Linked DNA regions of Mus musculus: region 2 is linked to region 1. Evidence: chromatin contacts called from public Micro-C data. All regions are on one chromosome and are shown on one strand. Each heading gives the region's core, a stretch centred on a gene start, on an enhancer-like site or on the middle of the called end of the contact. The rest is flanking DNA. Distances are from core to core; before and after follow the strand shown.

The links. Hi-C and Micro-C count contacts between places; a contact is called where the count stands out from the background.
Region 2: a Micro-C map of granulosa cells shows a contact between it and region 1, with 2.9 times the contacts expected there. The contact joins two enhancer-like sites. A contact is called at or near these places in 3 of 484 Hi-C or Micro-C datasets (brown adipocytes, extraembryonic endoderm stem cells and granulosa cells) and 1 of 115 datasets of contacts at active chromatin or transcription factors (extraembryonic endoderm stem cells).

What each region holds. Positions count from the first base shown.
Region 1 is chr9:23,041,790-23,046,139 of GRCm38.p6, forward strand. The region is part of intron 5 of Gm36743 (a long non-coding RNA gene); the gene reads left to right. Among named protein-coding and RNA genes, the nearest start is that of Gm36743, 48 kb to the left of the region's middle. Within about 2 kb of position 1,447, at least 7 of the 459 cell types and tissues checked have an H3K27ac peak or open chromatin away from gene starts, as enhancers often do. A contact at or near this core is called in granulosa cells, where this site is marked.
Region 2 is chr9:23,113,099-23,117,555 of GRCm38.p6, forward strand. The region is part of intron 7 of Gm36743 (a long non-coding RNA gene); the gene reads left to right. Among named protein-coding and RNA genes, the nearest start is that of Bmper, 110 kb to the right of the region's middle. Within about 2 kb of position 2,148, at least 14 of the 459 cell types and tissues checked have an H3K27ac peak or open chromatin away from gene starts, as enhancers often do. A contact at or near this core is called in granulosa cells, where this site is marked.

The DNA.
Region 1 (4,350 bases), core at 197-2,696:
CAGGTCCTGCCCTGAAGATCTAATGTGTCTCACAGGCAGCGAGACAGATTGGGATGTTCCTTGGCTGGGCCTGATGTCACCCGAGAAGCTGGGTGAGATGGTGGGGACACTCTGGGATTTCCTCCCCCAGAGTGTGGTGGGGGCTCAGAGCCAGAATCCAGAGACAACAGAGAAGGCTGTAAACGCCTGGTGCAGAATAATATTTAGGCAGGATGTTCCTTGAACCATGGGAGCCGTGAAGTTTCCTGGGCCTAGAAGCTGCAGGTGATTAATTTCTTCAGTCCCAGTGGCGCCCAGTGTCTCCAAGAACACCCGGGTGGCCTCTAGATGAGGTCACTATTCAGAATTTAAGTCACATCAGTGCAGCTCAGGGAACTTACAACAACTTCCACCGACCCAAATTCTTTCTGGTTGGTTGGTGCTGCGCATGCGGTAGGGTGGTCTGAAAGATGAGGTTCCTTTACCAGAGAGTCTAGTCGGGTGCAGGGAAAGCTGTGAGCTGCCCAGGACCTGTGTTGGCTCCAGGGAGATCTGCAGTGACGTTAGTGTTCTGCTGGGCACGTAAATCAACTCCGAGAGCCGCCCCCTCCCGTATCTTGGCAGCGTGTTTGCTTTCTGATAAATCACCCTCATGACCAAATGGATTTGGCCCAGATTAAATGTCTCCTGATCACGCAAATTATTCATATTGTGTCTCATCCGTGACTCCAATGCTCTCTCCGAGGGTGAGACTCAGTGTCCAATGAAGTGGATTGTCTGTGTTTCTTGTGGAGTTGGCTGTTTGAGAAAACGCAAGACTGTAGGAGGCTTGCGGTTCAAAGAGACACCCTGATAGCTACCTTTTCGTGAAGTCTGATATTGAGTCGAGTGCTTGCAGACATCTCTAATGGTACCCAGAGCCTTGCGACCCAAGCCCAGCCCATCTCTCCCCCTACATTGCAGCCTCAGTTTACCCACCCAGCTTTCCCTCTTGTCCAACCTTAACTCACATTCTCTAATTTTTTCAAATAGCCTGTGGATCCCTGGCATCACGCTGGTGTCCTTTGGCTCTATAGCCTTTTCTTCTGGTGAACTTCCACTCATCTTTTAAAACCCAACTCAAGGGTGCCCTCCTTATAACCTTGAGGGCTTCCAACTCTCTATTGCCACTGTGAAACACATTGAGTAGTCACTGTCTGTCCTCTCAGGGGAGATTGTGTGCCTCCTGGGAAGACTTTCCTTCTGGTACTAAAGAATCCCCTAGTTTAAACTTCTCCAGGGTTCAACCTCATTCTTCTTGATCTAAGCAGACCCAGCACACAACAGACCCTCCATTTTTTCCTGAATAAGAATTGTGCTCTAATGACTTGTGACAAAACCAAGGGCTTCCTGTGCCTGGAAGAGCCAAGTGGCTGTTCACAGCCTCACTCTGGCCTTGAGGCGTGTTGCCAGAGAAGACAGATAAGCTGGAGAATGGCAGCAGGGAGATGAAGAATGCCCAACTGTTTGTGAAGTAATCTCTGCCTCTCATCTTGTCTCTGCATTTCGTTTTCCATTGTAGTTTCTTAACTTTCTTTGTGGTCACCAGAACAAGCAACGATGCCGTTTCTTGGCTGGGTATCATCTCTGATTGGAGCAGCAGTGCCCAGATTTCAAACCCTAGTTCTGCAAACGGCACACATCATCTGTCCTTCAGATTCCTTGACAGTGAAGGAGCTACTCTGTCAACCACAGTCTTGTGTATTGAGCAATTTTCCAGGGAGAGTAAGGGTCAGCAGGTGTTTGTTGGGTGTCTTCGTTCTTTGAGACTTACTATGGTTTTGAGGCTCAGAGGGCAAAGCATTTTCTAAGAACAGAGTAAAGTCCAGGCTAAACTCTATTCCCAGCCAGGCAGGTATGCTCCACCCATGGCCTGCCACTTGTGTTTTTGATATAACAATACAGCAGGCTGGATTGCTCTTACATCTTACTGGAAGTAGCTATATGCTATGTGACTGCCCGAAACTGCATGCATAAATGTGTAAGGAGAATCCCTTTTTAAATGGTGTAGCAAGTCTGCCTAGTTTATGGTCCTTACTACTGTTAATGTGATCTTTTAAAGTAGTACCAGATTATGGTCATCTCTTCTGAGGGCTGCAATGGTTCCTTATCATCAAAGGTTCCTATAAAGACCTCAAGGGCTGTGTGTCCAGCACTCACAAATTCTTCAGTTTCTTTGTCTTTTTTCTCCCTGCATGTTGTTCCTTCTGTTGTCCATGTGTCCAGTAGCATAGAAGTAAGACAGAGGCACTGTGGCTCACACTTTCCCTGCCTGTTGGACATCAAGTTCTTATTGCCTACAGCCCTTCAGCACAATGGTGTGAGGAGGTGAAGACTTGGAGAACAAATAGGCCAAGAGCATGGAGCTTCATGATCCAGGGTAGTGTCCCTAGAAAAGAGACTTTGAAGAGCTCTCTCACTCTTCTGCCATGTGAGGGGGCAGCAATGGGATAGCCATGTATGAGCCAGGAAGCAGACCTTCACTAGATCATCATGCCACCATGATCTTAAACTTTCTATATGCTACAGCTCTGAGAAATAATTTTCCATTGTGTATAAGTCAGACTACGTAAATAAGACTTTCAGTCCTTCTCTTTCTCTCCATCCTGTTTCCCTCCCTCCCTCCCTCCCTCCCTCCCTCCCTCCCTCCCTTCCTTCTGGCCACCCTTCATCTCCTTTTGAGGTGTTTTGAGGAAGAGTGTGTAGTTAAGAACTGCCTCAGACATTCTGTGTTTCTCCATTTTCTCCTGCACTGGAGTCAAACACCAGGCCTTGAGACTGCAGGCAAGTACTCTATCACAGAGCCACATCCCGGGCCTGAGTCTAGGGCATTGTTACAGAAGTTTGAACAAACAATGACAGATACCCAGGAAGAGTTAGCTGGTTACAGCTACCAGAATTAGGCTGCAGCTGTCTGAGCACTGGCCTGGACTAGGCTTACTCCATGGCTAGCTTGTCAGTGCTAGTGATTGGCAATGCCCCAGTGACTGGCCATGTAGGACTTTCCATTGAACAGATGGAGGTGTGCTTGCTTCCAAGCTTCATTTCCTACTGCTTTCAAATTTTGTTCGGTACAGCAGTATGGCTGTATTACAAAGGCCCACTTGTACCCCTGGTGGCCAATGACACCATTCTCTCCAGTGAAACATGAGTAGAAATCAATAAGATGAAACCTCTAGACATATTATTTTTTTCTTCTTTAAAGATGTTAACAGTCTCACTGGGCACCTGCCTCTCAGCCTTCATCTTGACCTATTTTTTTCCTGTCCAGAGCCGAATCTGGATGTGCAAGAAGACATTGCATAGGTCTGAGAGTGAACATCATAAACAGAGGACGAAGGATAGCTAACAGTGTGGGAGAGGCAGCCTGGGGCCAGAGGGTTTCATGGAGTCTGGCCTCACCAAAGGCTGCAGAGCTTGGTACCGTTTGTTATCAGATGAAAGATGAGCCATGGTTGTCAACATTGCTATGGTCATTCGTTAAGCTACTCCACACGCCACCCAGTACAATACCTCCTTCCATCCCACCTTTGCCTAGTCCTCTGATTTTTCACCCCCCCCTCCCCTGCCCCTTTACCACACTGCTGGCTTCTCACCTACTTCCCTGGATGTCTCCAAACTCCCCTAGTGATCTACTGGAGGCTGGACTTCAGGTCATTCTTAGCCCTGTGAATTTTCAATTAAGACAACGATTTTATATTTTAAAAGAAACTTGTAATGAGTTCTTTGAACTTTAACCCCAAACAATAAACTCCATCACTCTGTGGGTGATCAGCAGATCTGGTCTGATCCTGACTGTCTTCCCACCAGCACCAAGACCCGGGTCAGGAAGAGAGACATCAAAGGCAGCAGAGGGGGTGGGGAGGGGAAGACCTGTTTGATGTGTAAAGAGAGAGAAAGGACTTTCCCAGATTGACTACAAAGAAGGGCTTTTTCTGTGCTCATGGCTGCTGGCTCACCAGGTCATTATTTTTGCCATTCACCTTGTATGGGTCAGAGGACTTGAAGATAGATTCCTGCAGCCAGAGAGTCTGTGCTCCTCCCAGATGTGCCTCCAAGCTGCCACAGCCACTCTCCTCCCTTTCATGGCCTCTGCGTCCGAGGGCAAAGAGAAGAGTCAATGTTAATTCCACAAAGAGAACAGAGCAGGTAGGGGAAAAGCCCCTGGCCAGAACTCTTGGTGTGTCTAATTTAGGTAAGAAGAGAAACAATCAGGAATTCAGGGTCACACAACTGGTCTGTGTGACTTTGTGATGATGGAACGAGCCATTTCTCAAAATCAGCAGTGACCTCACATGTAGATGATGGCCTTGGTCCTCACTCTGTCATCGA
Region 2 (4,457 bases), core at 898-3,397, 72 kb after region 1:
CCTTTCCACTCGGCAGAAACAAAAGACTTATTACATTTTGAAAGAAGAGAATAATGCTTGTCTTATTCACATATTAATATGATTTATTTAAAAACCCTGATCCCACAGCCTCAGAGTGACTTACAATTCTGTTTATCTCTTGGACGACTGACAATGGCTGTTCAGATTTCCCCCTCCGGCCTTGTGAATGATCCTTGTTTTGGAGCTTAGTGCTTACTCCAGTCACTACCCTATACATTACATAGAAACGTGGAAGCCTTGATTGCTGACTTAGACCAATTTAATTCAAAATGGAGAGAAAAAGCCCCCAGCTTAATGGAAATTCCTATGGATGGCCACCCAAATTTGCTGGAACCCCGAAAACCTGATTAGTCACTTTGAAAAAATAGCATTGATTACTTATAATTATCAAAAGAAATTCAGCTTAAAAATTCTTTCCCCAGGTTAAATAGCAAATCAATCCTAACTGAAATATAAATTTCTAAATTATCAACATTTCCACAGGCAAGAATTTTTACTTCAGTGTGTAGTTGAAATTTTGGAAGCAGTTTTCTCAAAGGCCCTTGGATGGATTAGATACTTCCAAAATCTCCAACCCTCTGCTTTTTACATACACATTTCTTAAAAAAAAAAAAAAATGTGGTTGCTAGCAAAGTTTTCCTTCAGAAGTTCTGTTTCTCATTTGTCCCTTTGGTTTTTTCTATGGGACCTATAAGTAGGACCCAGCACCAATTTATGTCACTCCTCAAGCCACAGGTCCTATAAGAATTGGACACCAGACCATGCATTCCCAGGGGTGCTCTGTGGGCACTCCAGATTCAGCAAGTCTAGACTTGAGTTTGTTTTCTTCCTGCCTAAAGTCCACATCCTCTGACTGTAATCCTTACCTGAGGATGATTTAGGGATTTTCTTCCTTTTGTAAGCCAGCAGTTCTTGAAGGTTTCATCAGCTCCATTGTGAGAATGTTATCGGTTCCTCTTCAGAAATTCCTGTTCAGTTTCAGCTTCCCCTGCAGGACCCGAAGGGCCAAACCTTCGTTCAGCTGGTGAGGCCACAGCCTCTCTGTGTACCAACATCCCTTTCTGGGCTCCTTTGGGATAATCTTCATGGAAAACAGACACATTGGTAATATTTTTCTGTGGATTCCTGCCTCTCACACAGCCTAAGTTGTTTTTACATTGTTAACTGGTAAAAAAACAACTCCCTAAGAAAGATGGCCCTTCCAAGCTCTAGTTGAGGGACCCCTCAGAGGTGATGATTCAGCCCTACAGGACTTCCAGTTTCTTTGAAAGAAAGATGCTTTTAGGATAGCCACCTCTATTCAGACATGCTTCTCAGAAAACTCTTTTCAGTGCATCAGTACCTAGCCATTTGTAACTAAGCCTAGGACTCCATTGGCTTGTTAGTGACTTTTCATTTTTTTCAGTGCTTTTCACATTGAATCATTGTGCACTAAAGTGTGTGACACTCATTAGAGCTCTTCCTGCAAATGTTTCTCGATCTTCCCCAATCTCCATGTAAGGTAGCGCTGATCTTAGTCTCCTGCGATGGAAGGGGGTCAATGATTTGAAAGCAGAAGTGATGAGCATCTAGGGTGGACCACTTTTGTCTCAGCAGCACTATAGTTTCCTAAGGCCATAAGTATTTGACTATTGTTGAATGAGAACATACAGAAATGAGGTATCCATTATCAGTGAAATAAAGAGGAAGCCATGAATAAGAACAGTGGTTCCATATCTGTTAAAAATAATGGACACATAAAGAATGTTCTCAAAGGGTTCAAAGATGATAACGGTGAGGACTGTAATGTTTTGTATCCTGGCTGTAAACCTTATATTGCAAGGGGAGGGATGTTTGCTAGAGAAGCTGTGTCTGAATGACCTCTGTGGTTTATAGAGCCCTGCTGCTTGGATGTGGGTGCTGTAAGAGACAGTACTGCAGACCCTGAGCTTGGCCCAGTTGGGCAAACCCTTACATGGTCTGGAAGACTGTGAAGTCCCTGTAGGCTGTTTCACAGAAGTTAAAGAATTTTCTGTTTTGAAGCAAATTAAGTCCAGGGGTGACAAATGACATGAGGCTGCCCTTGTGCCAGCTGTGTACGTCTTTGTGAGTCACTAGACCTCAGTCAAGGGCGACAGACACACAAACTAATCATTCTTAGTCGGGGCTGCTTCCCGTCTCTCTGCAGAGACCAACCTTGGGAAATGGTGGTGAGTGGAAAGAAGAAAGAACCTTTGCAGGCTTATCTAGCTGGGGAAGGCTTCAAGGCGATCTCTGGAGAAGCCAGAGAAAAGTAAAATGTAGTCCAATCAACCAAGATAAGATAGGAATGAGCAAAGTGGAAAACACAGATCCTGAAGACAGACTCCTTGAATGAGTCATGAGTATTATCATTATCATTATTATTATTATTAGTTAGTATTAGTATTTGTGATTGAACACATGTAGCTTGTGGTTTTCCACAATTATAGCTGAGGCAAGGGACTCCAAAGCCTTTACTATCTATGAGTTGTCTCTCAATGTGACCTTTAAGGAAGAGGAAGGGAGCACAAACAGATCCCACCCCGACATCAGAGCCACCTGGCTGTTGAGCTCCCCAGAGCTACCACCCGCTGCTGGATGATGCCTCAGATAAGACGTTCTACCTCACCGCATCTCAGCTTCCTCATCTCCAAAATGTGCTTCCTCTGCCAGAGAGTCACAAAGGTTCACAAGCTAACAAGTGCACAGTGGACTCGTACTCAGTACAAACTGAACTCTCAATGGGCTGGGGGATAGTCACTTTTGATAGATGTAGTAAGACATCCTCTGCTTAAGAATTCTGGCCTTGGGGCTGGAGAGATGGCTCAGCGGTTAAGAGCATTGACTGCTCTTCCAGAGGTCCTGAGTTCAATTCCCAGCAACCACATTGTGGCTCACAACCATCTGTAATAGAATTCAGTGCCCTCTTCTGGTGTGTCTGTAAACATCTACAGTGTACTCATATAATTAAATAAACAAACAAACAAACAAATAGATAGCGAGATAAACAAACAAACAAACCATTCTGTCCTGCTTCCTAAAAGGAATGAGACAGAAATATTTTTACAACGTGGAGGGGACAAAGAGTGGAGCATCAGAGGAGACAGATCATTTTCCTGGGCTTTTATGCTTCTGGTTCCTTGCGATGAAACTGCTTTTACAGCAGCCTTTTGGATTCTCCTGTCTTTGTAGAAGGCAGGGAAGGTGCAGAATTGCAAGTTTTAGGCTGATGGTAACAAGCTGGTAACCTATCAAAGCCCACAGTCTTCTGCATCACGAAGCAGAGGACCAGGGTCTGTTGGATTTCTTCAAAGGTTGCATTTGAGCTTTGTCAGCTGGCTGGGCTGTGGTTTGTTCTGTGTTCATGTCCCTTATCAGCCACCCATGGTGGGCACATGTTTCTCTCCTCACTGAATGGCAGGACTTCAGGACTTCCTGTTGACAGAACTAATCCACCCTTCTGCCTTTTTGTCTAGAAATAACTTTGGGGAAGCTTATCAGGTAAAGTGGAGTTAGCCATGATGGCTGGATGATTTCTCAGGCAGGGATGAGCACTTACTTCAAACAATTCTTTTGCTCATTGGGAAGTCTTATCAGGATATGTCAAGGAGGTAGCTCAAAACACCTGGGCTTATTTATAGGGAGAGGGAGGGTATGCTTGTAGGTATCAGAACATACTCCACTCATAATCCCTCTAAAAACACTGTCTTTAAAGGAGGTTCAGTGTGCAGAAGAGTCCAGGACCTTGTGCATTGTCCCCAGCAGCTCTTGGAGCTGACTATTACCTAGATTAGCCATGGTTGCTGAAGCAGGGGTGGGTACTTCTGCTCCCTGTAATCAGTCTGGACTGCCATTACTTGAGAGTTGCCATGCCTTCAACACTTGCAAGGATTTTTCAAGCACTCTGCAATAGCGTGACACTTTTGTGATTAGACTAATTTGGGAGCACCCAATTTTCTTTGACAAGTCAATATTGGGCTGGAGACGTTTCTCCTCCATCTCTCACGCCCATTGGATCCCTTTATTTAGTAAACATCCAAGTGAAGCTCATGAGAAACCAAGGAAGCCTACAGGCAAATGAAAATATAAGAAAGCCTCAGCTATTCAAAAGAATGAATTTATGAAATTCCTAGCCAAATGGATGGACCTGGAGGGCATCATCCTGAGTGAGGTAACACATTCACAAAGGAACTCACACAATATGTACTCACTGATAAGTGGATATTAGCCCCAAACCGAGGATACCCAAGATATAAGATACAATTTGCTAAACACATGAAACTCAAGAAGAATGAAGACTGAAGTGTGGACACTATGCCCCTCCTTAGAATTGGGAACAAAACACCCATGGAAGGAGTTACAGAGACAAAGTTTGGAGCTGAGATGAAAGGATGGACCATGTAGAGACTGCCATATCCAGGGATCCACCCCATAAT